Linked DNA regions of Mus musculus: all the other regions are linked to region 3. A link is a contact called in public Hi-C, HiCAR-type and HiChIP or PLAC-seq data. All regions are on one chromosome and are shown on one strand. Each heading gives the region's core, a stretch centred on a gene start, on an enhancer-like site or on the middle of the called end of the contact. The rest is flanking DNA. Distances are from core to core; before and after follow the strand shown.

The links. A called contact is a pair of places that touch in the nucleus more often than the background predicts. HiCAR-type assays count read pairs that join an accessible place to other places. HiChIP or PLAC-seq counts read pairs in DNA pulled down with a chosen protein or histone mark.
Region 1: an H3K4me3 HiChIP or PLAC-seq map of neural tube shows a contact between it and region 3, with 5 times the contacts expected there. The contact joins the enhancer-like site here to the promoter of Zswim6 in region 3. A contact is called at or near these places in 3 of 39 promoter capture datasets (the 3T3-L1 cell line, cranial neural crest and hippocampal neurons), 5 of 115 datasets of contacts at active chromatin or transcription factors (astrocytes, embryonic forebrain, embryonic hindbrain and 2 more) and 1 of 9 other capture datasets (embryonic stem cells).
Region 2: a Hi-C map of uterus shows a contact between it and region 3, with 2.3 times the contacts expected there. The contact joins the enhancer-like site here to the promoter of Zswim6 in region 3. A contact is called at or near these places in 4 of 39 promoter capture datasets (the 3T3-L1 cell line, cranial neural crest, embryonic stem cells and 1 more), 7 of 484 Hi-C or Micro-C datasets (cerebral cortex, cortical neurons and uterus) and 9 of 115 datasets of contacts at active chromatin or transcription factors (astrocytes, craniofacial prominence, embryonic basal ganglia and 6 more).
Region 4: a HiCAR-type map of astrocytes shows a contact between it and region 3, with 3 times the contacts expected there. The contact joins the enhancer-like site here to the promoter of Zswim6 in region 3. A contact is called at or near these places in 9 of 39 promoter capture datasets (the 3T3-L1 cell line, the C10 cell line, cranial neural crest and 6 more) and 8 of 115 datasets of contacts at active chromatin or transcription factors (astrocytes, craniofacial prominence, embryonic basal ganglia and 5 more).

The regions. Positions count from the first base shown.
Region 1 is chr13:107,203,474-107,210,257 of GRCm38.p6, reverse strand. No RefSeq gene overlaps it. Among named protein-coding and RNA genes, the nearest start is that of Gm31715, 3.7 kb to the left of the region's middle. Within about 2 kb of position 2,412, at least 12 of the 459 cell types and tissues checked have an H3K27ac peak or open chromatin away from gene starts, as enhancers often do. A contact at or near this core is called in neural tube, where this site is marked.
Region 2 is chr13:107,235,475-107,243,070 of GRCm38.p6, reverse strand. No RefSeq gene overlaps it. Among named protein-coding and RNA genes, the nearest start is that of Gm31715, 29 kb to the right of the region's middle. Within about 2 kb of position 4,145, at least 11 of the 459 cell types and tissues checked have an H3K27ac peak or open chromatin away from gene starts, as enhancers often do. A contact at or near this core is called in uterus, where this site is marked.
Region 3 is chr13:107,886,489-107,893,933 of GRCm38.p6, reverse strand. It overlaps Zswim6 (zinc finger SWIM-type containing 6), which reads left to right and starts at 3,870. Exons shown (of 18, transcript NM_145456.3): 1 at 3,870-4,330; 2 at 4,332-4,340; 3 at 4,343-4,348; 4 at 4,351-4,353; 5 at 4,356-4,537. The coding sequence starts at 3,885.
Region 4 is chr13:107,166,189-107,173,690 of GRCm38.p6, reverse strand. No RefSeq gene overlaps it. Among named protein-coding and RNA genes, the nearest start is that of Gm31715, 41 kb to the left of the region's middle. Within about 2 kb of position 4,865, at least 135 of the 459 cell types and tissues checked have an H3K27ac peak or open chromatin away from gene starts, as enhancers often do. A contact at or near this core is called in astrocytes, craniofacial prominence, embryonic basal ganglia and 5 more, where this site is marked.

The DNA of each region.
Region 1 (6,784 bases), core at 1,163-3,662, 680 kb after region 3:
AGGAGAAATTCTGATGACTGGTACTTTGTGCGTGACCCACTTCTCTTCCTCGTGCGTGGAGATGTCTGGCATTCTCTCCTTGCCCTCAGCATTCTGAGTTTCCCAGTAATATGCCTTGATGAAGGTCTATTTTCATCCTTTCTCTGGAGCATCTGGAAACTCAAGTTCTTTGGATCAAGGCAATTATCTTGAATCAGCATCCCCTTCATCTCCTCTCTCTCTCTCTCTCTCTCTCTCTCTCTCTCTCTCTCTCTCTCTCTCTCTCTCTCTCTCTCTCTCTCTCTCTGCTTACACTGAACAGACCACCTAGATTGGCATCCCATCATCCAATGCGGGCAGTTAGGGAGGCTGCTGAGCTCCGATTTGATTTTTGATGCAGATGTGTTTGACTCTTCTGATGACTTCCAGGCTGCAGTGGCTCTTCACCCCCACTTCCTTTTCTCACCAACCTTTGATCGCCAGGGAAGTGGCACTTCAATGATTGCTGTGCCATGGCTTGCCCCCTTCCCGGGCCATTTTTGCAGCCATTGCTGTACTTTCTTCCTTCCGTCACTATTTTTAGAGGCTGTGAGAAATAGCTGCGACATTAGTTATAACCCCTGAGCTTGAGCTCGAGCCACTGAACGAATAAGCAAGCAAAGGTTGTGGAGGAAAGCTTCCTGGAAGGACTTGCTCAAGCCACGGGACATGCAGATTCCTGGAGCTTCGGGAACAGGGGACTCAGCATCCTCTATATAAGGCCTTCAGCTCCTGTCTCTGCTTTTTTCTGTGACTTTATTCTTTTCTCTGGAAGGTTTATCCTTGAGCCAATAATCATAGCCACTAATAACTTCAAAGCTTTACAGTTTGCAGCTTCAGTCAGCTGACTTACCAGGTCCACTCATGGAATCCCAGATTCCAAAATCCTGGACAATGACTTTGACTAGCCAAGCCCAAGGACATCCACTTATGGATCAATCTGCTACAGGCAGGATGTTGGGCATGGCCCAATAATGCTGGCTGTTTTAATGGCCACAGCTCAGTGTCTTCTGTTGCTTATTGGAGTTCTACATAGACACTTTCTGAAAGAATGCTTCGACATAGATGTTGGGTGAGCCTTAACACACAGACTTTGCATTTTTCTAAGACACAGACAAGAGTCTTCACTTGCCAAAGGAATATATTGGTTCCATAGCCTCCTGGGTATAACAGGCAACCAAACTAGAAACTGGGCTGGACCACTATTATCTGACTTCCCTATTCATGCACACACAATAACATCAAATTCTTCTGGCAATAACCATTCTTAATGAAATATGTACACATATGTGTTTGCTACAATAGACTCTCAGTAATTAGCCACCTACAAGTTATCACCAGATAATCCCCACACTTCCTGTGTGATATATGTATAGACCTGATCAATAGACCTGAAGGGAAAAGAACGTCTGTGTTAAGTGGATGCTGATGTCCCAAATGGGTTCTGATTTCATGCAGGATAAAGGAGACCTTCAAAAATGATAACTTGGGTATTAATAACCACGGAGAATTCTTTGTGTGTCAGAATTCTCTTACTACTGTAATTGCAATGCTGAGTTCTTAGATTTTTCTGGATTCTTTTCAGCTTCTTGTGAGTCATTTAATGTTACATTTACCTTTTGCTTTGTTCTTGATTCCTCTTTTAGCTGTTGCTCTCTCTCTCTCTCTCTCTCTCTGATGGCTCTCTCCAACTTTTTGTTGAGATGATTATCTAGAAGAGAAACAGAATTTCTTCTAAAGAAAGCAAACCCGAAACTTGCAGTTGTGAAAGTACTTTACACTATTTTCGTATAATTACTTTCGTTTTCTATAGTGGAGCAGCTGAGAAAAATTGCTCTAATTGTGTAATTTTCTGCAGCTACTCTGGGACAAAAATCTGGGTAATTGGATTTTTTTAAACTAACAAGTTGTCACAATTGGATAGTTCTTAAACTATTTGTGCTTATGCTTCAGAAATTTTCAGTTGGATGTACAGTGTATTTTAAATGTTTTGCATCAGCCTGTGGCCTCAAATTTGATTTATTTTAACTCCGAGTTTTAAAATAGATTGACAACTCTGATTATACATTGTCTTCAGCGAGCGGACCTTAGCTAAGTTTCGAAGTGTGCGCGTCTCCACCCCACACTCTGCTGTTGCCATGGGAGCCGAAATCCTGGCATGTGTAACTCCAGCTCCCAAGTGGCTCCGTTTCCCAGAGTGCTTTGCTGTTACTATGGAAATGACTGCCCATTAATCTTGCTGTCCTTTTACTACCAAAGCACCTTTAACTGTCTGAAGCAATCAAGTGATGTTACCTACAACAGAGCAAAGAAGGCAAGCACCGCTCCCCATTCGACAACTGCGGCACTGATTTTAATCAAGATTTAATCAAGGAGCCGAAGGAACTAAAGCTGCTGCTTCAGAAACATACAGAGCAGGAGGCTCCTGCAGGCTGAGCACGCGCTCTTGTTCATGCCCTTGGTCCGGACCTCAGAACAAGCACACTCCGTATTTTCAAAGCTATATTTATGTTTTGTAAACATTGTCAAATACCACCAGACAGAGAGCGGGATGGGGGAGGGAGTTGGCCACTATTTTATTTTATTTTATTTTATTTTATTTTTAAGTGATGAGTGGAACAGTCATGCTTACTCTAAATTGTCTGAAGGATGTATTTTAGAAACAGTCGTGAAAACTACTCCCCTCCAACCCTACCTGCTGATCGGAACAAAGCCTGATCATGGCTGAACCACTGTAAGCATGAGTCGGAAGACCATTGGCTAATGAGTTAAGGATGGCTTTTATACTTTGCATCTTTTCCCCATCCCTGGTTAGGTATTTGTGCGATTTTTTTTTTATTTGACTGTGTGGTTATTTGTCTAAGAACAGAACTTAACTGGTAATTCTAGAAGGGATTCCAGGTCATCAAGGGAAGAAAGTATCTGGAAACAAAATAAACCTTGCTTGGGCTGATTATTGGGATCCGAGCATGCCTCTGTAGGATGAGCAGACCGGCTCTGGAAAGAGAGAGATGTTCAATGGCTGTTTGATTTTAAGTTGTATATGTTTCTGAAAATGGGAGATTTTAAGTTTACATTTATGGAGGGCAGTATCTAGCTAGTGCCTATAGCATACAGAGAGGCAGTTTGGGGCCTAAAAAAAATCCAATGGCATTGATGTTAGGTGAGTGAGAAGAAAAATCATGGAGGAGAAATTAGCAGAAATGACCACATGCACACCCTTCTCTCCAGACAGACACAGGAAACAGCCTGCTTGCAATCCGGAACATTCTAAACAACTTTGCCTGTTTGCCTTCCACTATGCCTCCAAGGAGAAAACAAGGAAGAAGCAGAAAGGTGAGAGAGGGAGGGAGGAAAGGCAGGATAGAGGGAGAGAAAGCACAAGATCTGAGATTCATTTAAGTATGTGCCAGAAATGAGTGTGTGTCCATATAATTACCATTTTTACAGTGGTTAGGAAAGTCTTTTATAGAATGAAGACTCTAGAGGTACATCAGAAGAGGGAAAAAAACTGATTGGTGATCGAAACCTAAAGACACAATGTGACAGTTTTTCAGCATTCCAACTTCATCTCAAGCTTCAGTGATCAGACTGATGGAGTCAGAATCCATGATGGTATGTTTCCATCTGTGTCAAGTGCCTATGGCTGCTGTACCTAGATACCACAAACTGAGCACCTTACAGGCAGGAGTTATTACTGCATACTTTGATAGCTAGAAGTCTGAAATCAAGGCATGGCCAGGGCTATGTCCTTGAAACCCGTGGAAAGGCGTCTTCTGTGCTTCTTTTAACTATGGTGTTGGCCCGTGGTGTGGACATGTTGATTGATCCCCATCATCATGTTTTCCCCGTCAATACAACATCTTTGTGAAACCCTGTGTCCAAGGTTCACCTTGACACCCCAATCCTGCTGGGTCAAGAAGCTCCTGCTCCAATATGATGTCATTTTACCTATCACCTCCACAATGGGCTTATTCCCAATTAAGATCACATTCTGAGTGATAGGTAGTTAGGACTTTTCAACCCATGACACCTTTCTCCAAAAACTACTACCAAGAAAAGTCTACAGAGAAGTTAGTGGAGAACATAAAAGTTACTAGATATCTTTATCTCTTCAGTAAATAAAGTTGGGGAATACAAATTACTGAAGATGGTTTAAGCCCAACTTATTCTCCTCTACATAATGATTAGGGAAAGAGATAATAACCATGAAGATGGTGATGGCAGCTAACACCAGATGCCTCTAAGACTGGTGATACTCTAACTTACAGATATAAGTTCATTTCTTTCCTACCATCATTCCATGAACAAAGTTCCTACTATTTTACCCATTTTAGATACAAGGAAACTGAGCCACAGTAAAGTTAAACAACTGGCCTGAGGCAAATTGCCCAAAAGAAATATCACTGCTGCATCTTAGTAAATGTAGGTCAGTTTCTGTGTTAAAGACTTCAACATAATCACACTGACACTTGCAACTTCTGTAAACGTCGCCCGATCTCCATGTTAAAGAATTCCATGTACCCACACAGATATCTAGAACCTCCTGACTTAGAGAACAATTCTTACCCACACAGTCCCCAAAAAACAAATGAAAAAAGGAACTGATTAGATGGCCTTGATTTATTTACATTGGTCCCATTTTCTCTCACACACACACACCCTAGTCCATCTCTGTAAAAGAATATGAAGGTTATTTTTACTTGAAAGGGTTGAACCTTGGGTGCTTACTATCAGCATTTCTTATTGTTTTTATACCTACAAAATAGATCTATATCTCAGGGCATTTGAAATGTGGGAGTGTGAGTTTCTTTTCCCAACAGAAAAATAATAAATTCTGGGTCACTAGAAGGAAGACATTTCAAAAGTGTGTACTACATGAAGGTTGTTATTTATTGAGATCTAGAAGAGCCAGAATGATTCAGAGCAATTAAGATATCAATAGAGACAGCTCTAATTCTCTGGAGGTTTTTTGGATGAATTAGAGAAGCATCCTGGTTTGACTTATTTGTCCATCCATGTGTTTAATTAGTTCCACTAGGCAACAACAAAACAAATTCTTTGTAGAATGCTCATTAGATCTTCAGGGTCCTAGGATAACTTTATGTTAAAACAGCCATCCACAGAAACACAAAATAATAAATTCTGTCATTGGGGTCTAACTGGTTGAGGGCAAAAACACACCATGCATTTGACCAGTGGTCTAGCTCAGTGGAAAAATTCCTGTCTAGCATTTGTGAAACCCAAGGTTCAAATCCTAGTGCCACAAAAACAAACTGAATAAGAAGAAACAAACTAATTGTGTATTATAAGCATTTGTATACAAAATTCAAAATCTTATCAGACATGATAAGTTACAAAACAATAAATCTCATCAATTAAGCAGAAAGCATCCAAAATAAGAACATTTAGAATGAGCATGCTGGGAGAAATGGCGAACATGAGGTCAGACACCTTTCCCCTTTCACCATAATATCTACTTTAAGAGAACGTGTTTTGACTGCTGGCAGTGACCTCACCCACAGTTTGACTCACCTCTTTTCCAGGTAGCTCTCAACTTATATGGTCAATAAGTAAACATCAGCAATTAAACCTCAATAAATAATCTTGTGTAGATTCATGTATATAGAAAGGCATGTTTTTAGCTGACACCAAGAAGAGGAGGAGAAGGAGGACACAAAAAAAAGAAAAAGAAGAAGAAGAAGAAGGAGGAGGAGGAGGAGGAGGGAGGAGGAGGAGGGAGGAGGAGGAGGAAGGAGGAGGAGGAGGAGGAGGAGGAGGAGGAGGAAGAAGAAGAAGAAGAAGAAGAAGAAGAAGAAGAAGAAGAAGAAGAAGAAGAAGAAGAAGAAGAAGAAAGAAGAAGAAGAAGAAGAAGAAAGAAGAAGGAAGAAGAAGAAGAAGGAGGAGGAGGAGGAAGAAGAAGAAGAAGAAGAAGAAGAAGAAGAAGAAGAAGAAGAAGAAGAAGAAGAAGAAGAAGAAGAAGAAGAAGAAGAAGAAGAAGAAGAAGAAAGAAGGAAGAAGAAGAAGGAGGAGGAGGAGGAGGAGGAAGAAGAAGAAGAAGAAGAAGAAGAAGAAGAAGAAGAAGAAGAAGAAGAAGAAGAAGAAGAAGAAGAAGAAGAAGAAGAAGAGGAAGAAAGAAGAAAGAAGAAGAAAGAAGAAGAAGAAGAAGAAGAAGAAGAAGAAGAAGAAGAAGAAGAAGAAGAAGAAGAAGAAGAAGAAGAAGAAAAGGTGAAGAAAAAGAAGAAAGAGGAAGAGGAGGAGCCAAAGAACAAGGGGATCCAGAGATAAGATGTGAGGGAATCAGCTTTTCTCATCTCCACCCCAATAAACTGACTGTTTAGCATTCTTTGTATCCCATCCCTGTAGTTACCAGGTGTGCTCACCTTTTTGTTACTGTGACCAGACTGTCATATTCAAAACCTTCACACTCAAACTGCAAAAATTATGTAATTTTGTATTGAGCCACGTTTATAGTTATCTTAGGCCATGTGTATTCTCTGGACTGCTGTGAGCAGAACATGCATAGAAGCCTTAGGCTCTGTTGGGTGAGAGGCCCAAGCTCCTAGATGGACTGCCATTCCACCCAGATGTGTGGAAGGGAATCTCACTGAAACAGAGCCACCACTGTCACCACATTGCTCAAGGCTTGCCACACCTGAGGATAAGCAATCCTAAGGAAGGAGACATTTTTCCTGGTTATCATGAGAAGCAGGGATGATGCTTTTCTGAGGACAACCAGCAGTGCGCCTGTGTGGACAGATTCACT
Region 2 (7,596 bases), core at 2,896-5,395, 650 kb after region 3:
TTAAAAAGGAAGGCTTTTCTAGAAAAGTATGAAGACGGTATTGGAGAATGTGAGGCAATTGTTTTCCTCATCTGTCTGAATAAAGCTCAAACCATTTAATAAGCTGATTATATTTCTTTTAAATCAAGTCTGGATCCATTGGATATTTTTCCCAAGAACTCCTGTATCACTAAGTACTTGCACTGTGGTGAGGATCCATTGCCTTTAGACTTCCCTTTGCTTGGACAATAAATTGCTTATCAACACTTTGTTTCCTTGAAGGCTTCATAACCATTGCCTCCCCTTCTTTTGGTCCTGGAACACTGTTGTGAAGAAAGACAAGGGCAGCCATGCTTTTCTGCATTTGTGATTTAATTTGTTTTCTTCGTGCCCATACCCTTCTTCACTTCATGCTCAGCAGCCCTCTCATGATAGGGCTTGTTACTCTTGCATGGGCTGAGCCAGGCTTTTAATTGTGATGAGATGGAGCAAGAAGTGGATGCCTTTTATTATTGAAATCATGTCTGCTCCATCCTTTGCCTAAAAAATATCTTTGTTCTCCTTTATTTTCTTCCATATCCAGTACTTTGTTTGTAATCTTTTTACTTCTTTTTTTTTCTCCAATTTCATTTTGGGTGCTATCATCAAACCTGCCACTGTACACATAGTTGTGTTGTTCATCACGTTCACTGTTTTTGAACTGAGTTCTCTTCTATTTCTCTATGTTCATGTCCCGTCTTTTTCTATTACCTTTTCATTTTTCTCTGGGCTTTTCTATTTCTTTTTTGAAATATTTTTCTCTGACCACAATTTTTGCTGTGGAAAACTTCACAAGACTATATGGAATTTATTTTTCTAATTCTATAGGCAATCCTTCATGTGGTGTGAGTTATATCAGCTTTTCAGAAGGTGCTTCGCTCTTACCCATTCTATTCTTATTCACCACCATCATCATCATAGCCATCATCATTATTGTCATCATCATTGTGCAATCTATCATAAGGATCCATTCTGATTATCCATCATCTTTGAATGTCTTGTTGGTTTATTGCTAAAAATCATGTGTGAGTTCATTGGAAAATGTTGTGTGAATCACACTCTCACATTAAGCCTGATCTCCTTGCCTTTCAGCACTTCTTTCTCTGTTTCAAGACCACAAACACCAACATTACTTTCTTTTCTCCTTCACCTCGGGGACTTCCCCTCAAACTGGAGTTTAAAGAATTCATTGAAGTTTTCAAAAGATGGAACACTGAGAACTGTAGTCTGAAGCTAGTGCTCTAGAAGGCAGGGTATAGAGAAGAGGGGAAGAGAGAAGAAAAGAGGAGAGTGGAGAGGAAAAGAGAGGGGAGGGGAGGGGAGGGGAGGGGAGAAAAATGAGTACTTCTGTGACCAGTGATGCCTTCCCAGACCTCATATCTTAGTAACACATAAAAATGAAGTGTTTGTTTGTTGTTTTATTTCCAAATGTTCTTAATTTAAAAAATTTTTGAGGAAGGAGAAAGAGGAGGAGGAGGAGGAGGAGGAGGAGGAGGAGGAGGAGGAGGAGAAGGAGAAGAAGAAGAAGAAGAAGAAGAAGAAGAAGAAGAAGAAGAAGAAGAAGAAGAAGAAGAAGAAGAAGAAGAAGAAGAAGACAACTTTAGAAGTGTAACATGAAAGAGCATTCATGGAGGAGCTAGAGAAAGTACCCAAGGAGCTGAAGGGGTCTGCAACCCTATAGGTAGAACAACAATATGAACTAACCAATACCCCCCAGAGCTCCTGTCTCTAGCTGCATATGTATCAGAAGATGGCCTAGTCAGCCATCACTGGAAAGAGAGGCCCCTTGGTCTTGCAAACTTTTTATACCCCAGTACAGGGGAATGCCAGGGCCAAGAAGTGGGAGTGGGTGGGTAGGGGAGCAGGGCAGGGGGAGGGTATAGGGGACTTTTGGGATAGCATTTGAAATGTAAATGAAGAAAATATCTAATTAAAAAAAAGAAAAATGTTCACATCCAGTTGCTTCTATGGGTGGACAGTATAACTCAGCCACAGAGTTTGAAGCACACAGAGAGAGGGCAACTTTCTAACCTGGCTTAGCAGATAGTCCCATAAGGCCCCTCCGTAAACTACAACTTGTTTTTTCATGTTGCTGTCTCAGTTCCAAACAATCCCCAGTCTCCCTTTGTATCTTCTGCATCTTACTTTTCCTCAGTTTGTCAGAAACCGGATGAATAAGCAGTTGGTACTTTCTAGAAACACACTTTACAACAGTGGTTCTCAACCTGTGGGTCACGAACCCTTTGACAAATTTAAGTTTCCAAAAATACTTACATTATGATTCATAACTGTTTCAAAATTAGTTATGAAGCAACAACAAAATTAATTTAATTGCTGATTGGGTCACCATAACATTAGGAACTGTATTAAAGGGTGGAAGCATGAGGAAGGTTGAGAACCACTGCTTTAGAAAGACCAGGGGTGGATCGGGGTGTGGTCACACGTATCACGTGCATTTTTGTGGTCAGTTTTCCACTTCATCCATGCAGTAGGAAGGGAGTGTGTACTGCTTCCTAACAACTAGTGAAACGTTTGTCTGATTGGATGATTTTTCTGATAGAACATTCACAATTTTCTAAAAGACAATTCAGAAAGGCAATGGGTGCAAGGTGAGGAGTGTCACATTCTACCCTTTGATTTTGTAATCATCTGAGCAAAGGTGAGAACCCATCCAAATTCATCCCTGGGCTAGGGTCTACTGAAGCAAAGGATACTCCTCCTATACAGAAGAATGTGGCCAGAGAGACCAGCTAGCGTCCTTAGTAAAGTCTAGAGAAAGGACATTATTAGATGTCTTAGTAACTTCCCTATTGTTATGGAGACACCATGAGCAAGGCAACTTATAGAAGAAAGAGTTTATTGGAGCTTAGAGTTTTAGAGGGTTGAAATATCCATGACCATCATGGTGAGGAATATGACATTAAGCCAGCAAGCATGGCACTGGAGCAGTGGCTAAGCTTTCACACCTTGTTCCACAAGCATTAGACAGAGAGACACAAGGAGTAGCCCAGGGTTTTGAAACTCAAATCCTGTTTCTGTTGACAGATCTCCTTCAACAAGATTACACCTCCTGATCCTTCCCGAACAGTTCCACCAAAGGGAGATCAAATATTCAAATATATGAGGCTATTGGGGCAGTCTCATTCAAAGCACCAGAACAGAGAAACTCTGCCCAAGCTTTTAGCAACTCAGAGCCACTGCAACTTACTTTAATCTGGTGTCTTCCAAGGGAGCAGATGATAGAGTGACTATAGACTACTTATTCAGAGGTATTACCAGCATAGGCCACCTCTTTAGTCGCTTCAGGCTAGGCTGGGAAGCTCTCAATATGACTACCTATCTGAATCTTCATGCTGTGATTAATTCTCCTGCCTGTGGGCTCCTAAGGCATGTTATGTATCCTTGTATAGCAGCCTCTATCAATGCTTGCTTGGCCACGCCTTATTTACCCATCTTGAGCTCTACATGATTACTCATGAATCCTGGGCTAAGCATCCTGTGCACACTACAAAGTCAGCTCATAATGCCGAATGTGGCTCTCTGGCGAAACAGCACGCTGGGTGTCCTCAGTACCTGAGGCAGGAGTTAATTATTGTCAAAAGAGCAAGGAAATCCAAGAAGCAAAGGGTTTGGAGCAGGAACCAGGTCTCTAAGAACTGAGAATAGAAGGGTGATGAAACAGAATGATGGTCCCAGAGAGTGGTGGAAAGGCTGGGCTTACAGAGGACCTAGTGACAGCAATGACAATGACTTCCCTTCTGCTTCCACTTCTTCCTCTCTTTCCTCCCCTCTCCCCTAGATTCCTCTCTTCCTGTAGTAGCGAGCATAAGAGAGAGAGCACTAGGCAAAAACTTTCAGAGGCTTCCCTCTAGTGGCTATGAAAGCAGTTCAGAAAAGACCAGTCCTCTTTGGAATCACTCAAAAGAAACGACAAAACACAGACAATGATGTGGTCAGGGTTGTGCTTCGCAATAGTACTTCAAGTTATGAAATGCTAGATAATTAAAGTGTTATCGATAAGGAAATGACTATAAATCAAGATAGCAAAAGGCACTACAGAGGCCAGATGGCCAAGTGAGGCGCATCCACTGGAGACGGCATGCCTGATCCAAGCTCTGCTATAACTTAGATGACGCAAATAACAAGGAAACATGGATACAGGAGTTTGAGAAGTGCCAGGGGTGCCTCTCGGGACTTCTTTACTCCTGCATCAGAAGGGTTCTGGCATAAGAAAATACACGAGCTTTCTCAAGAATGGTATGTGGCCATCTACTTGTCCAGAAGTAGCCAGAGTTCAGGGAACATCTGAAAGATCTCCACTTTATACTCAGATATTTACATAATTTACAGGACATTTTCCAGAGGGCTGTGTCTCATAAACCAGAGGACTCCAACGTTGTTTACCTAAGAAATCCTAGACACCAAAGTACACTCTGCTAAAAGCATTCCACGGATAAGGACTCTCCTGCTAGCAAAAAAACATTCAGTTCACCAGGAGGCCTGCTATTAGTATCCTTATACGATTAAATCGTTTGTTTACCATCTAGCCAATGTAGGAATGTGCCCTCCCCCAGGAAAGAATGGACCATGAGTGCCTGTTTCCAAAGCACTCTACACAGACTAGATCTGGGCATTTTCTGTTCTTCAGTTAGTTAGCATGAGGCATGGCTTCTCCACCCAGGCTTTCTAGAAGAGCTGCGCAGGGTCTTAAGGCACACAGGCTGAGTAGAGAGCCTAGCTCATCATGAAGAGCAGGGCAGGAGCATCTCCAGGACAGTGTCGTCTTATCGATCCACATGTACCATGCCTTGACGTTTGCTGCCCTACGCTTCCACATCCTAAACCATAACCAAATTCCTTGCCTCAGGCCATGCTCAGCTGTTAGGGAAACCATATCTAAAACCACAGCTAATGTATATAAAGTGTCAGCACGCAGCATCCTCTCTGAACAGACTGTATAATATAAACTAACCAGAGGAAGCTCCTGGCCTCAATCCCCAGCACAACAAAAGCAAAGGTAAATAAAAACGAACATTCTTTCAAAAATGCATGAGGTAGTCTCCTTCCCCACTCCAAACAGGGGCATGATTCTTCCTCTGGATGGTGACATTTAAATGAAGTTTGCTATCATATTTGTTTTTGTTTTTGTCACCGCTGTTCTCAGTGCCACTCTTGACATACTCCTCTCTATAAGTAAGATGTAAGATAGCAAACCATCATAGTCATTCAATAGTAAAACTGCATCTTAGGATGGATCATTATATCGCTATAAGTCACATACCCACCGCATAAGTGAGTCTGGGTATCTAGGCTGACGTACAAGTTATAACATCAAACAGACTTGTATTAGAATCCTCTGGTGGTTTGAATATGTTTGCCCAAGTGTATGGCTTTCATGGAGTAGGTATGACCTTGGTGGAGAAAATGTATCACTTTGGGGAGTGGGCTTTGAGGCCCTCCCTCCTCCTAGCTACTTGGGAGTTAGTCTTCTCCTGGCTGCCTTCTGACCAAGATGTAGAACTCAGCTCCCCCAGTGCCATGCCTGTCTGGATGCTGCCATGCTTCCTGCCATGATGATAATGGACTGACCCTCAGAACCTGTAAGCCAGCCTTTACAGTCCTTTATAAGAGTAGGGCTTGGTCATGGTGTCTCTTTACAGCAATGGAAACCCAAACAAATCCTTACTTCTGTGACTAGAGAGAAATCGACCTTAGAGATTCCTTCTGCATCTCAAAGCTTGCCAAATTAATATCTTCGCATGAGGTTGAATTAAATAATAAATATAGACCCTTTAATTCAAGACGTTTTTTACATAATACAAATGAAATAATAATTATTATTACTATTTTCTAAAGAGCCTTTTATAGCTTAGCGTGGTGGTACATGGCTGGAATCTAAGCATTTAGAGTAGTGAGGCAGGAAAAAATCAAAGCTACCCTAGATTACACAGTGAGACTAGCTCAAAAATATCAGTAAACAACAGGCACTTATAATACAGAGTCTAACTAAAAATCATACTAACACTTAACAATGTAATCATAACAATGTTAGTGGGACTTGAATGAATTCATTCAGGTAAAAGGTTCTGTTCCAATGTTTGTGTGTGGTCCAGGGGAGGGCTCATTTCCTGTGTCACATGTCAGAGCTGTCATGAAATGTGTCCCAGGCTAACACATCAACTCAAGATGGAGAGACACTGGCAACTAGGGTAGATAGTAGGGCAGCCTGAAGCCTGGAGACATTGATCTGGATCTATGCCTGATTCTCAAAACCCGGCTCTGGAGACAACAGACGGAGGGAATAGAATCCACCATCATCTTCCACTGGGGCAGCAAAGCCTTGGCCAAGTTCAGTAGGATTCTTAAGATGCCATGCCTAGTTTATGCCACATAGTATCAGGTAGGGAAACTGAGGCAGTCATGTACTTTTCTGGGAGAAACCATCACAACAATCTTCAGAGGTACACTCTATTGTCCTTTTAGCCCCCAAGTGGTACGTGTCAAGGAGAGCATTTACTCACAGTTCTAAGAGGCTGAGCCCACTAAGATACGTGCCTGGGTTGATTTGGGCTAGAAACTGAGGTTGAAGAAGAAGAGGTATTTTGTGCTTTAAGTCAAATAATTGAGACAGAAAGGATGACAAATGGGCCTGTTTCGGTTTAAGAGATGCCAATGCACTCAATGACAAGGGTAAAAAAAAAGGCCAGAACCTGGGGATTCCCAAGACCAAGTCACCCTAGAAAGCCTTCGTACCTCTTGTAAAGTGTAAGATCAGGGAAAGTCACAACCGTAACCTTGAGATATCACTTCTGAGGACCTTGGGTCCAAATTATGCTCTAAGATCAATTTCCTGCCTAGGGACATCTGAACTCACATCTTTACTGAATTATCCGTGCCCCCAAATTAATTTCTCAAGAAACTATGACCCGAGACAAAGAGTCTCTGTTATTCTTTATCTTCATGCAGAAGAAGTATATTTACAGGGCAAAACTTCAGCCTCTCTCTACTCCCAACAAATACTTCAAACTGAGTATCATTTGCATCTTTTCTCATAAGGATCTCATCCATCTTGTGCCTTAACATGATGAGATGATGCTGGAGGACATTATTATTTCATGTTTCTATTCTGAGAAAGATGACTCTCTTCAACTTAACTACTAGCTGACAAAAATAACGTTGAACATCTGCAAGAGATAAAACAACTTGAATCCAATTTCCTTTCACATAGATTAAGAGCCCCATTCTCCTGTCATTTATGTAGCATATAACTCAATTTTTTGCAATATTTAAATGAGAGGCTAGTTTTTCAGGTCTGTCAATGTGGATGACATAAATTTTTTATTTTGTCCCTTCCACTGATGCAGTGGATATATGAGCCCCTGTCAGGATGTGGCAGATCACAAGAGAAAGGGGACTCACACAGTAAAAGACAGAAAGACCAATAAAAGGGAGAGGCTGTAAGAATAATCTCCTCTTTTGAGAAAACAAGTAAGTAAAACACACAGGAAGACAAGTCCTGTTGTTCCCATGAGTGGAACCCACGTCACCTGCATGAATCAGATATTTCACCGTCTATAA
Region 3 (7,445 bases), core at 2,621-5,120:
CCATGCACCCAGTCACATGGGCCAGGTGCTGTTTTTGGTGCTTGGGAATAGATGGGGTTTTCTTCCTTGAGTTCATCGGTTCAGCTACGGGGAGAACTTTTTTTTTATGGAGTTGACCGGGGAGCCTATCTTCTGACCTCACTGTGATGTGGGGTTCTGTGATACCAGGATGAGTTATAGCCCTTTCAGCAGTCTGGTTCCCTACCGTTGCCTAATGGTAGACACCGGACATGGCTCCAATCCTGGTTTGGTCCCTTGGGTAGAGGCCTGGTAGGAAAGGGAAACTGTAAGTAATTTAGTAATAATTTATACGAGTAGCAGGAAAATAACAACCATGAATCCTTAAAATAGAGAAGCAGCAGAAGAAGCAGCAGAAGATGGCATACGTACAAGTCACCAAGTTCATGGGAGTAGCTAGCTATGGGGAGAAAGCTTGGTGTAGCAGGGGAAGGGGCTCTCAGAGGGTCTGGAGAAGCAGACATAATCCCAACGGCTCAGAGAACTTGTAACCTGGCAAGAAAGAGAAGACAGTAGCTCGGAGCGGGGTGATACTTGGCGCAATGGTCTAAATGTCTTAAGACAGAAAGTAGTAAGGGTGCTTAGAGAGAAGCCACACACCAAGGTGGGTTTTTCCAGAGGAAGTGGCCTTTAAAGCAAGTCCTTGAAGGAAGGGGAGGAATTTAACAAATTCCAAGAGGAAAGAGAGAGAGAGAGATTTCAGGCCTCAGGAATGTATTGAGCAAATGTGTGGGGCAGGCATGTCCTGTTGGGACATAACAGCATTCCTGTTGAGGAACTGGGGGGAAAAATTCAGTTGCATTTTCAAAGACAAGGCTGGAAAGTTGGGTTTGGTCGAGACAGATCATAGTCACTCTGGTCTCTTCCCAGTAGGCAGCATAAGAGCCATTTCAAGGGACTTGCGGGGGGGGGGGGGGGGGGAGAGGATAGGCTACACAGACACGCCAGTCAGCAACAAGGCCCTGCACAGCAAAAAGAAACACCTGTGAGCAGTGAGAGGGGCTGGGATAGTCAACACCGAAAGTGAATGGGGGCGGGGGGGGGGGGGGGCTGCATCAAAGAAGTTATCAAAGGGGGACTGCTGCAGCATGGGGGACCCTGATAGGTCACCCTGGGAGACAAGAAATGCAGCGGAAAGGGAGTACTTTAAGTTTGAAATAGGCACTCTGATGGTGAGCGCTGTGATCTGGACACTGAGAAGAGATGAGCCAAGGTTTTTGGGTTTGACTTTCCACGGGGTGTCATCAAAAGTCGATCATAATAGGCTGTAGGATGAGGGCACATTAAAGTTTGGAGGAAGAGAAACAACAAACAAATGAGGCAGAGAGGAAGAGACAGAAACAGAGTCCAGAACAGAAGAGACAACAGGATGCCAGAGAAACCCAAGAATGGGGGGAACCACTCAAAAGAAGAGTGGGCAGTGTTTGAGACCCCAGGGAGATCAAGTAGGGTTAGATCATCTTCAGTGGCCTTGGGCTTTCTTTGAATTAGAAAATGAAGCTGGATTGCCCCAGGGCTAGGGGGTATAGTTCAGCCCAAGAGCATTGACGCTGGAGGGCCTATGTTCCATTCCCAGAAAAAACTTAACAAAAAATGACTGGATCCCTCCAGGGAAGGTCCATGTCTTAGATCCAGCCTCTTTTAGTTCATTGCGATATCAAATTCTTTAAATGTTAGCCCCCTCTAAAGGTATGTATTTTCCGGTAACGGAAATTAATCCCTCCCACCAACACCGCATCTGACCCTGAATGAGTCATTAATTCTGTCCGAGGACATCAGTTCTGTCCTTTTTAACTTTCTAATTCAGAGACCCGTGTACACGGGTGGAAATGTTCAGCGACCTGTACTGCACACGCTTTTGTCGTGACTTTTTGAGGACAGACTAGGGCTCACCCTTCTTTCTGCTCCGATACTCTAAGTTTTAAAGTCTCTTAAAATTATTTCTTAAAGAGATATAGATATTAAACAACCGGAGGAAAGGGACTTCCTCTTCCGCTTGCCCATAAAGCTCTTCCAGTTTTCTGTCCGGCTTTTTCCTAGGCACCGAGGAGGTGCCTAGAAAAATACTGGATGAATATACAAAAACATGTCACCAAAATTTTCCTAACAAGCAGCTATGGAAAGTCTGCCAGCGTCCTGTCTCCAGGGACTTCTAGCCTGGGGCTCCCGATGCCCGACATGGATCACGTCCAATGTCTCGGGCGGCCTTCGCTTTGAGTGGGCAATTTTCTTTACAACGCCGACGCGCGTAGTTGCTTTAAATTCAGACCAGGTAGGCAGTGGGGAGTAGCCAATATGCGAAAGTGTCAGAGGAGCTAGGGCTTATCTCCAACAATAGGACAGTATCTCTAACACTGTTTACAGTAAAAACAGAAGGTGGAGCAAGAAGTCAGAGTGTCTAACGTGGTCATTAAGCCTGCGGCTTGGCTGAGATCTAACCAAGCTCTGCAGAGTGCGAAGAACAATGTCCGCAGGGTTCCCGGTTCAGACGGGGACTCGTTTCTCCGCCTCCGCTGGCGCCCGGGCACCGTCTCCCAGCGCTGCTCGCTCTCCTGCTGCCCTGCAGCGGGGAGGACCCGCCGGTCGGGCGCCGCCAATGCTGCAGGGAGCGCAGCGCGCGTCCGGAGCGCCAAGGACTCCAGGTCTCAGCCCCGCCGCAGATTCCAGAGCGCCCGCGGCTGTTGTCCGCCACCGGGCGGCCGTGAGCGACAACCGTCTCGCGTTGGAGAGTTTGCGCGATCCTCTCTGCCCGTGTGTGCGCTCTAAGTGAGCGGCCCGACCCCCTGGGTCTGCAGCAGGTCGCGGCAGAGGGCGACTGGGGCTCTGGGGTGAAGCCGGGCGGGCCGGCTTCTTGGCCCGAAGGACTGAAAGAGTGCGAGGGCGGGGCGGGGCAGGGCGGCGCGGCCGGCTCGGGACGCGCGTCCAGCGGCTGCGGGGCAGCATCCGAGCGCTGCGCGTGTCCGGGCGCTCGATCGACTCGGCTCCCTGGCGTGTCACCGGGCCGGAGCGAACCCGGGGCTCAGGGCTGGGTGCGCTGCAGTTACGCGGGGCAGCCGCGCCCCTTCCCCACCTGGGTCGGCGAAAAGTGAAGTGGAAAACAGTGGCTGAGCTCAGCCCTCCTCCCTTTCCCCCCTGCGCCGCAGCCACGGCCGAGGGTGGGGGAAGTTCGCTTCGCCGGGTTGGAAGGAAAGCAGGCGGCCTGGGCCGCGCCTCCCCCGCCTTCCTCTCGGCCGCGTCCCCGGGGCTTCACGCAGCATTTCTTTGTTTTGAAAGCGCCTCCTCCGCCCAGAGGCTTTTCCCCGCGGGGCCGGCTGACTGGGGGGTGGGGCATCGAGCAGTCGGCCCGCCCTCCATTTAGTCCGGAACCCTCCCCCCTCCCCGCCCCGCGGCGACCCACGAGGAGCGTCCACGCTCGGCGGACATCAAAAGGAGGCAGGGCGCTGGAGGGCTAAGTTGAGTAGACAGGGGGCGCAGAGACCCACCCACCCTTCCCCTTGGCAGACGGCCCGACCCCTCCCGCGGAAACCCCGCCTGAGCCCCGCCTCCCGCGTCACAGCAGCCTGACATTCTCACAGCCCACCGGGCACCCAACCCGGGTGCCCCCGCCACCCCCGTGTCCACGGAGCGCTCTATTTATGTTTCAGCCCAGTGATTTGCATAGGCCCCGCCCCCTCCCCTAGGTTCTCCCTATCGGCGCTCCTCCTCGGCGATGTCGTCACGGCCTAGGCCACACCTCCCGTGCCCCTACAAGGAGCGGCGGGCCCTAGATGGCAGCGTGGCGTCGCCACGGCGTGTGCGTGTCGCGCTTCCTTGTGCCGTTTATAGGGTCCCGGCACTTCCGCTGTCGGGTTAGAAGCGGCGCGGTCATGGCGGAGCGCGGACAGCAGCCTCCTCCCGCGAAACGGCTCTGCTGCCGGCCGGGCGGCGGCGGCGGCGGCGGCGGCGGTGGTGGGGGCAGCAGCGGCGGCGGCGCGGGTGGCGGCTACAGCTCTGCCTGTCGGCCCGGCCCGCGGGCGGGCGGTGCGGCGGCGGCGGCGGCGTGCGGGGGCGGCGCGGCACTGGGGCTGCTGCCGCCGGGCAAGACCCAAAGCCCCGAGTCTCTGCTGGACATCGCAGCGCGCAGGGTGGCGGAGAAGTGGCCGTTCCAGCGCGTGGAGGAGCGCTTCGAGCGCATCCCGGAGCCGGTGCAGCGCCGCATCGTCTACTGGTCCTTTCCCCGCAGTGAGCGGGAGATCTGCATGTACTCGTCCTTCAACACCGGCGGCGGCTCCGCGGGCGGCCCCGGCGACGACAGCGGCGGCGGCGGCGGGCGGCAGCACGGGCGCGGCGCGGCGGCGCGGCGGCTCCTCATCCTCGCCGGCCGCCACCTCAGCCGCCGCCGCCGCCGTCGCCGCGGGCACCGGGACCCCGTCGGTGGGGGCGGCCAGCGCTGCGGACGGCGGCGACGAGACGCGGCTGCCCTTCCGCCGGGGTATCGCGCTGCTGGAGAGTGGCTGCGTAGACAACGTCCTGCAAGTCGGTGAGTCACGGGGCTGCCGCGGGCCGTCGGTCCTTCGGTCTGTCCTCCTGTCCCTCGGGGGTGGGGGAGGGCAGGGTCTCCCCTCCGATCCCCTGGGCCGCCTCGGGTCGGGCGCGCGCGGTGCAGCAGCGGGCGACTCGGACGGTCCCCGGAGCGGAGCGCCCATTTCCTCCCGCTGGTCCCCGCCCCCGTCTCCCCGGACGGGCTAGCGCGAGTGGGAAATGAATCAGCAAGGACGCGCCCCTCGGTGGCGGGGTGGTGGGTGTCGGCGTCCCGGTCGTCTGTCCGGCAGGCTGAGTGCGGGTGTGCGGGGCGGGCGTGGACAAAGGCGCGGGTGGCCGCGGGGCTCGGGCTGGGGCGTGCGGCGCGGGGGAGGGGGCGCGGGCCGCAGACAATGCCGACCGGGGCGCTCGCTCTGCACTGCCCGGCTCGCGTCCTTTCTTCTGGCGCTGCTCCGCGCCCCGCGGTCCGAGGTGGGGTGGTGGCGATCCCTTCAACCCCGCTCGGCCACCGCTCCGCTCGGGGCTCCGACGGCCGGCCGGCTAGCCGGCCGGCCCCTCGTACTCAGGCTGCTTTAAGGTGTCTGCAACGAGCTCCGCGGCGTCCGCGTCCGGGTCCCCGAGCCACCCCGGCCGGCAGTGACGGCCGGCCGGGCCGCTGAGGGGCGCCGCTCTCGCTTCTCCGTCCCGTGAGGCACCCCGCCGCCCGACTTCTGCCTGAGCCCGGGGTTCGGGCGCGGTGCTGAGGGAGCGGGCAGCACCGCCGACGCTGTGACCCGCGGCCGGCGTCCGCACCGAGGGGCCCCGCGGCCCCTGCGCCCCTGCGCTGCTGCGCGCCCCGCACCTCCCGGCAGTTTGTTCTCCTTTCGGGTTTATTTGTGCCCCTTTCAATTTTCTGTCACCCTCCGAAAAGGGGAAAGCAAACAAAAGAGCCTCTTTATTTCTTTTCAGGGCTTGTAAAGTAGAAGATATTTGACAAAGGCGAGAGAAGGGCTTGTGATTTAAAGCTGCACAGCCCTTCTTTCTCTGACAGACCAGGAGAGTTTTCTCAAATCCCTCTGCCTTCCGCGGGGCTTTTCTTTTTCTTCTGATTAGATATCTTTTCCAGCCATAGTTACGGGAACGTTTGAACTGGATTGAAGTGAACAATGCTGCAGCGCAGCCTCCCTGTCCCCATATTTTTCCTCCGGATTGCTGAAGGCGTATTTTATAACCCCCCTCCCACACTGGTTGAAATTGTAGGGATGAACCCCGAAGCAAATGAATGAGGATTGATAGATTTGAAAGGCTGTGTCTGCCTCTGTCCGTCTCTCTCTCTCTCTCTCTCTCTCTCTCTCTCTCTCTCTCTTTTAACTTGTTCTTTTCTCTCTATGGTCCAATCTTTTTATCCTTTTCCTTGGGAGTGGAGTGGGGGTCTGGACAGTGGCCCCGACACAGAAGATTTGTTTTAATCCTGTTTGGTTAATTTGAATTCTAATGTAATCTGAAAACGTGATTTTCTGCATGGTCATTTATTTCCAAAGACAGCCCTCAGTGTTGCTCAGCACCGTTTCCCTCGAAGAGGGGGGTTGGTTTTTGAGGCTATCCATCCTTACCCCCACCTTTTCCCCTTTAAAATCTAATTAACATTCTTTCTAGTTACACTCCCCACCCCACCACCCCCACCCCCCGCCCACCTTCTCCTCTTTCCCTGCCGGTTTGAAGCCGATTGAATCAAATGCATGGTCTCTGAGTATAACTAACTGGAGTCTGAATTTTTATGGCTTGGCTGGCAATGTTGCGTCGTGGCCCCCGCCCCCCCCTTTCCCCTTGCTGTGTTTGACTCTGCTTGTGAGCAATGAGGAATGACAGGAGAGCACATAGGGAGGGTTTCTTGGCTGATTGCATTTAAGCCAGGAATTCACTGTGAAAATAAAGCCAAGGGGCGATAAATAAAAGATGCAATCTTCTCTAGGAGACAGACACACAGCGTGGGCTTTGCCTTCAGTGGAAGAGGCTAGGGTTAACAGCAAGTTGTAAAAGAAAATAGTAACTTTGTCAGTAGTCCCCAAAGGGGGAGGGCCGCCTCTTGAGTGAGTGCAGTTGGCCAGGTGGACTTGAAGAAGCAAGCATACTTCTAGTACTGTTTGAAGACTTGACCTCTTGGAAATACTTACAAATGTACTAAACAAATGCGGTACAAATTGTGTAAAAAACGTTTTTTCCCCCCTTTCTTCTCTAAGTTCTGCCAGTTTCTTTAACATCCTAGTTTTCTAACATGTGCCAGTGAGCATCGAGATGGAAGGCTGTTAAATAAATGTCTGGCAGCTGGCACTGTGAGCTAGAAAAGGTAGAATCAGGTTTTGACCACCTTTGATGAGTGGGGAGGCCAGCTAGATTAAATATCTAACTTAGCATCAAGTGGTGGCTGGAGTTAGTATACTTTAAGAAGCTTATATTTGTGAATTGCTGTAGAGTCACCCCTCCACTCCCCCAAGTCAAAACCAAACCAAAACCAAAACAACTCCAAAAACTAAGATGGAAAAGAACAGAATACTATATTGATGTCATTATAGACAGTTTTCTGCTGTTGACAATTTGGATTTGTACAGGAAGTGTTCCTGAAGGCTGGTCACATAGGAAGCCTAGTTGTTGGCCTTATCTTACAAAGCTTGTCCAAGGCTTGAGCGGTAGGGAATTGGGCTTGTTAAAAATGAAGCTTGGTGGGTAGATTTTCAGAAATACACTAAACCTTTGCACTGGCAAGTGCTATTGAATTATTAGATATAAATCATTGTATTTAATAATTGCTCTTTGGTGGATATAGGGAAGTTTTATAGAAACGTGTTTACTTATTTTTGCTAAATTAGGATGCTTTTTGTTAAGAAGGGTCTCTGTTGGTCTGTAATCTCGCTCGATCTCAGTTAAGC
Region 4 (7,502 bases), core at 3,616-6,115, 720 kb after region 3:
ATGGTGTTTATCTTAGGCCATCTAATCAGACAGCTTTACTCTTGATGTTTAGCTCTGTTTCATGTGCATGTGCCTGTACACACACACACACACACACAGCTACACACACGTTGATGAGCCTCATCTCAGGCACCATCCACCTTTAGTATTTGATACAGGGTCTGTCACTAGCCTTGAACTTGCCGTGTAAGCGAGGGTGGTCAGTGGGCCATGAATCTATGCCTCTCTGCCTCTCCAGTGCTGATTACAAGCAGACACCACCAGGCCCAGCTGCTGCTTCTGCTTCTGCTTCTGCTTCTTCTTCTTCTTCTTCTTCTTCTTCTTCTTCTTCTTCTTCTTCTTCTTCTTCTTCTTCTTCTTCTTCTTCTTCTTCTTCTTCTTCTTCTCCTTCTCCTTCTCCTTCTCCTTCTCCTTCTCCTTCTCCTTCTCCTTCTCCTTCTCCTTCTCCTTCTCCTTCTCCTTCTCCTTCTCCTTCTCCTTCTTCTTCTTCTTCTTCTTCTTCTTCTTCTTCTTCTTCTTCTTCTTTTTTAATATGTGTTCTGAGGCTCAAACTTGGTCCCTTATGTTTGCAAGGCAAGCACGTTACCAACTGAGCCATCTCTCTAGCTCAGTTTTCAGTTTTTAGCTCACAGATCTTTGGTTCCTTTGTAATGGGAACTTAAGAAAAATAAACTTACTCTGTCTTGTGTTACTGTTAACAAAACATCTAATGCTGGGAAATGGTTTTTTGGTTTTTATTGTTGTTTGGTTTTGGTTTTGGTTTTCATCATTTTGGCTTGTGATTCTGGTGACTAGAAAGCACAAACTGTGTGGTGCAGTATCTGGTGAAGGCCTTGTAGCTATATTAACATGATAGGTGATGTTACATGGTTGGAAGACACTGGGAAAGAGAGGAGTGATGAGGGGACCACGGTCACTTATTTATAATAATCCACACTCTTGGGAATCTACTCTATTTCTTTAAGATGTATGTCATGTAATGCAGGCCCACTAGGCCCACCTCTCAGGGACCTCTCAGGGACTGTGCTGGATAGTTTTATGTCAACTTGACCCAAACTAGAGTCATCTGAAAGGAGGGATCCTCAACTGAGAAAATGCCTACATGAGATCTTGATGTAAGGGGGCTGGAGCGATGGCTCAGAGGTTAAGAGCACTGGCTGCTCTTCCAGAGGTCTTGAGTTCAATTCCCAACAACCACATGGTGGCTCACAACCATCTGTAATGGGATCTGATGCCCTCTTCTGGTGTGACTGAAGACAGCTATAATTGTACTCATATACATAAAATAAACAAATAAATCTTTTTTAAAAAAAATCCTGATGTAAGCCATTTTCTTAGTTAGTGCTTGATGAGGGGAGCCCAGGCTATTGTATGCGGGGAGAGGGGATGTCACTCCAAGGCTGGTAGTCCTGGGTTCTGTAAGAAACCTGGCTGAACAAAGCCATGGGAGCAAGCCAGTAAGCAGCGCTCCTGCATGGCCTCTGCACCACCTCCAGGCTCCTGAGTTCTTGAGTTCCTGCCCTTACTTCTTTGATGATAGACTATAAAATAGAAGCAGAAAGGGATGGATACAGACAATGTGGTACATCTACACAATGGAGTACTACTCAGCTATTAAAAAGAATGAATTTATGAAATTCCTAGGCAAATGGATGGACCTGGAGGGCATCATCCTGAGTGAGCTAACCCAATCACAAAAGAACTCACATGATATGTACTCACTGATAAGTGGATATTAGCCCAGAAACTTAGAATACTCAAGATACAAGTTGTAAAACACATGAAACTCAAGAAGAAGGAAGACCAAAGTGTGGTCACTTTGCCCCTTCTTAGAACTGGGAACAAAACACCCATGGAAGGAGTTACAGAGACAAAGTTTGGAGCTGAGATGAAAGGATGGACCATCTAGACACTGCCACACCCGGGGAACCATCCCATAATCATCCTCCAAATGCAGACACCATTGCATACACTAGCAAGATTTTATCGAAAGGACCCAGATGTAGCTGTCTCTTGTGAGACTATTGCCAGTGCCTGGCAAACACAGAAGTGGATGCTCACAGTCAGCTATTGGATGGAACACAGGGCCCCCAATAGAGGAGCTAGAGAAAGCACCCAAGGAGCTAAAGGGGTCTGCAACCCTACTGGAGGAACAACAATATGAACTAAACAGTACCCCTGGAGCTCATGACTCTAGCTGCATATGTAGCAGAAGATGGCCTAGTGGGCCATCATTGGGAAGAGAGGTCCCTTGGTCTTGCAAACTTTATATGCCCCAGTACAGGGGAACATCAGGGCCAAGAAGTGGGAGTGGGTGGGTAGAGGAGTGGAGCAGGGAGGGTATGGGGACTTTTCGGATAGCATTTGAAATGCAAAATAAGAAAATACCTAATTAAAAAAATAAAATAAAAAATAGAATCAGAAGCTGCAGAAATCCGTTCCTCCCCAACTTGCTTTGGTCATGGTATTTCATCACAGGAATAGTAACTCTAACTAAGACAACGAAGGGCCTACTACCTTTTAACACCGATTTCTTGAGACCAAGCTTCCATTACATAAGCCTTTGAGGACAAGCCTTTATCTTAACCACAGCACCAAGGCTCCAAGGCTTCATTGGATCACTGGATCTGGCACATGGCCTCTACGACCACACTGTTGTTTGCAATACCTTGCTTACATCATTGTACCATGAGGATAATTGGTCTTACTTAATTTAAAAACAAAAGCAATAACCTCGGTCCTATAATTTGACTAACATAAGCTGATTTGCATGTTTACAAACAATACCTGGATTGAATTTCTAATCTTCTTCAGCAGCCCAGTCTTTTCTGAGTCTCAGTTTACCCATGGGAAAAATCTTATCAGGTAAGCCCAAAGTTTTCTGGTTTTTTTTTTTTTTTTTTTTTTTTGGGTTTTTCAAGATAGGGTTTCTCTGTATAGCCCTGGCTGTCCTGGAACTCACTTTGTAGACCAGGCTGGCCTCGAACTCAGAAATCCGCCTGCCTCTGCCTCCCGAGTGCTGGGATTAAAGGCATGCACCACCACGCCCGGCTCAAAGTTTTCTGTCTTTCAGACCAAATTTTCACCCCAAATCTTGTCTCGTGGCAATGGTCGTTGGAACATGAGTTGTGGGAAAGGATGGAAACATTACTCAATGATCACATTGTTCCGTGCAGTCCTGTGCGTTTACCACTTTGTCTGTCTGAACGAGAAAGAGGCAAATACTCTGCATGTCACTAGGCTGGACCAATGAAGGGAGAGGGCATGGTCTGCCTGGGTGGGTCAGTACAGCTGGACAGACGGTTGCACCTCGCACACATAGCACTGTCTTCTCCAGGCATGTGTTTGCTGCTTTGCAGGGTCTTCCTGTTTTTGATCAGCTTCATGGGTTGATCCCTCCTGAACTCCTAACACGGCTAGGCAGCTTTTAATGGAGAAAGGCACAAGAGGGACTAACAACTATTCCAGCCTTTCCTCAAGTGAACACTCAGGGTTTTTTTCCCCCTTCTACATTATCAAATGCTATAGTACTTTAAACTTCTCCCATCATTAAGCCCTCTGAGTGAAATATTGGACTGATTAATGTGGCATTTTCCACTAAACTGTTTCAGGAAATGTTGCACCTTACCAGTGGGATGCTTTTGAATAATGTAATCTCCTTAGTATAATTAAAACTAAGTTCTGAAGTTAGTACCTTTTATCCCTTGAGGCACTCATCAAAATGTCAAGTGTTCCTTCTAGTAAAACTGCAATCCCATAATACAAACAAATATATTACCCACTGCTCCTCGTGAGCAAGAGGCCCTTGTTGCTTTTTTTTTTTTCTTGTCACTTCATCCTGGGGCGAGAAGCCTAAAAAATATAGTCACCGAAAGCCATTTAGACTCTCACCACTGACCCATGTTCTGTGACAGTACCTGGCTTGCATTTACCAATATGTCTTTTGACTGTCTTCAACAGGTGAACTCCTTGTTGTTGTGTTGCTATGGATGCATAGAAAACAGTGTGGATATTTAAAGTCATTTGCTTTCTTAGGGCTTTTGTGTGGTTTAAAGGGGGAACGAGGAGTCAGGGGGGCAGCCCCCTACTCTGACAGAGAAGCACTTAGAGAGCCTCACAATTCCAAAGGCCTGACTTTTTTTTTTTAAGCAGATTTTTAAAAACTGGCTTGGTAGAGTGTGATTAAAAATGGGAAAATGAATGATTAACATTATTGACAACATTTTCGTCATTACCTCCTGCAAGGTGTCAGGGACAGCCTGACCTCCGTCAGGGCTGCTTCTAGAAGGCCTGCTCTTATGACTTATGCCCTCCAGAGGAACAAGATAGAGTGTAGGAAGATACAGAGAAATGGTGTCAGAGTCTGCCCTCCTCTGGAACAAATAGCAAGTCTGTGAGGCAAGCTCATCGTGCAGGCTTAGGACACTTACTTCTGGCTACCGGAGAACCTTGTATCTTCTCACAAATTATTGGCTTCTTCTAGAAAAACCCAAGACGTGTCAAAGGTTGGCAAGGAGAGCCCATTATTTTGGTCTTCATTTCACTTCCTAGAGAGCCTATTAGCTTCTCCCCTAGAGCCTACACCTGTCATGCAGGAGCCCCGGCTCCAGATATGATGGCCCTGCCAGTCTCCATCTGGGAAGGAGGTGGGAGGAAGTGACAAGGGACAGTGCAGACACTTGGAGACAGAAGGAGCCCAGCAGGACTTTGAAAGTGAAAGAGTCAGTGCTGGAACGTGCTTCTTAGCAAATAATGTTTTCATTCTCAGAAAAACACGCTCCTTTCCAGTCTGCGAGCCAGGCCGACTGCCACTTCCCTTTGCCTGCCAACTAGTCATTAGCAAACAATGAGCAACAGCATGAGTGCGGAAGAGAAAGGGGCGGGCATGCGCAGCACAAAGCAGCGGAGCCGTGGGGGTCAGTGAGGACAGAGCACCCAAGGGCCAGGCTGGATGTGGCTCTCAGCGAGCTGCGGACTGAAAAGAAAGGTGAAGCTAGGCACCGCTGAGAAGTGCTGCCTTGACAGTACAACTGAGCCGAGATACACCCAGGGAATTGGATACCTGAAGATGTATTCAGCCAAGCGTTTGTGCGGCTGAGCCACCGGCTGGAATAGAATGTTTCCTATGCCCAGCCAAAGACAGAAATGCTTAGAGCAAATAATTCAAGAAAGTGGTCCCCTGAACATCCAAGCCCAAGCTGTTTGAATGAGAGACTCTTCAACATAATTTACATGAAACCAGCAATGTATTGGGGAGAGCCTTAGACTGTCTCATTATGATCCACAGGCAAGAATACATCCAGAATGTGTCTGCTCTTGAGACAGCACTAAACCACAGATATCGGCCTAGGCAGCCGCTCTTGCTGGCTGCTGAGTTCAGGTCCTCTTTCTCTGCATGGTCTCTCCCGCTTCTTGCTTGTTCATGCTTTTCTGCTTCTTTCTCCAGATCATGTCTAATGTTCAAATAGCCAAACATGGTGGCTATATCCCCAGAGCTTAATTGTCCTCCATTCAAATGAACCATAAAATTGAACCAACTATTCATTCTCATTCACAATTTCTAGAACAGACCATTTGCTTCACCCGACTTAGGCTCGTCTGTTTTCGAAGCAGGCGCGAGCTGGAGCATGGTGATTAGCAGTCACTCCTGTTCATGGGGGCACAGTCCTGAGGGCTGGGGCTAGGAAGCAGGGCTGAGAATAAACACGCTTTACTACTGACTCTGAATGACTTCAACATGTAGCAGAAATTGTTTTATTAAATGGAGAAATAATAGGCCTTTGTCTTTTTTTTTTTTTAAATAAAAAGGGTTGCAGGATTTTTTTCCCATTTCTGAAAGCTTTTAAAAGGAGTGTGGAGTCAAAAAAAAGACACTAATTTGTCACCTATCATATAGAACAGAGGCTCTCAACCTGTGGGTCATGAGCCCTTTGGGAGCCAAAGGTCTGTTTCACAGGGGTTGCATAAGACCATCTGCATATCAGATATTTACATTATGATTCAAAACAGTAGCAAAATTATAGCTATGAAGTAGCAAGGAAAATAATTTTATAATTGGGGGTCACCACAACTGTATTTAGGGGGTCACAGCATTAGGAAGGTTGAGAACCACGAAATAGAGGAGCAATACCTGGTTTAGGAGCTGGAGGATGTGAGGGCTTCTCACTGTTCCCCTCAACTGGCTGTTCGAGCAAGCTATACAGCCTCCCGGCTGTTTTCTCATCTATAGATGCGGGATTATAGAAGCCACCTGACCATGTCTAAGTGCTAGAGAGTGAAAACTGCTGAACATCTGGGCTAAGTGGGAAGTGAGCAGTCTGGGCTTCCCACAGCTAGAAATTCTAGGTCTTATGGCCCACGAGGCTATGCTAACTCTGGATACAAGTAAGACAAATAGCACAGTTGCTCCAGTCACCCCCAGCCTTCCTTGTAGGTCTTGGAGAGGGCCAAGCTGCACATTCTTAGAGTGAAATCTAACAGAGCTACAATTGTACTTTCAGTGAATAATAAAAAACAGTGCTGAGAATAATATGAAGAGATAAGATAGGGATTCTCTGCCGGGACGGGTGGGGTGACCAGGTCAGAGGGGTGGCAGATCTGGGACTGATCCCGTTGTTCGGCAAAGTGATTTAGCAGGGCTAGAGTGATGTTTGTACAACGGAGCCAAGGCTAAATACTCCCACCTAGGTGTCAGAGGGACAGGAGGGAGTGACCTCTGCCGGTCCATGTGGATGCATCTGGGCTGCCACCTGGTGTCCCTTTCCTCTTCAACCTTCATGTTTCTTGAAGCCACATGCTTATAAAGATGATATTCCCAGCAAGAGGACTGTCTCCTGGCAAATCTGTCCTCCCAAGTTTGCTGCGAAGATCTAATAAGATAATGGATAGAAAACGGCTTTAAAAACTGTGAAGTGATAAACAAATGTAAGTTACCATAATTATTATGATTAACAATGTCATAAAGGGAAACCATTAAGTCAGTCAGACAAATTGGCACATGCACTTAGCACCTAAAAGTAATCAGGCAGGGAGCCTAAAAGCAATGTGATAATCTTCGCCTTTCAAGTTCCTTTTCATTAAGCTTGTGTGGGTTTGAGCGTCTATGAAATTGGAAGATATATTTGGCTCCCAGCTTCCTTGGCTTAGTGGAGGCATGCTTTCTCTGATTATTCCTTATCCTGGATCCTTAGAAGGAAAAGCGCATGCCCACATCTGGGACATATACCACGGTACCTAACAGTTATTCCAGAGAGTTGCCAATCAGAGCTGGCTTCTGGCTTTTTGCTTTGAGTTTACTTATAGCAGGATAGAGAATGTGTGTGTTGAAGAGGTGAAAGAAATAGAAAGATGAAAAGAGATAGGGCAGAGTGGGACCCAGGACATGACATTTGGCTGCTTTCAGTAGATCCTATCTACTCAACAAGACTGAAGAAAAGTATAGCTAAGAATCAGTAGGGAGCTGTAGTCCAATTATATATATCACATATATAATATATATTTTA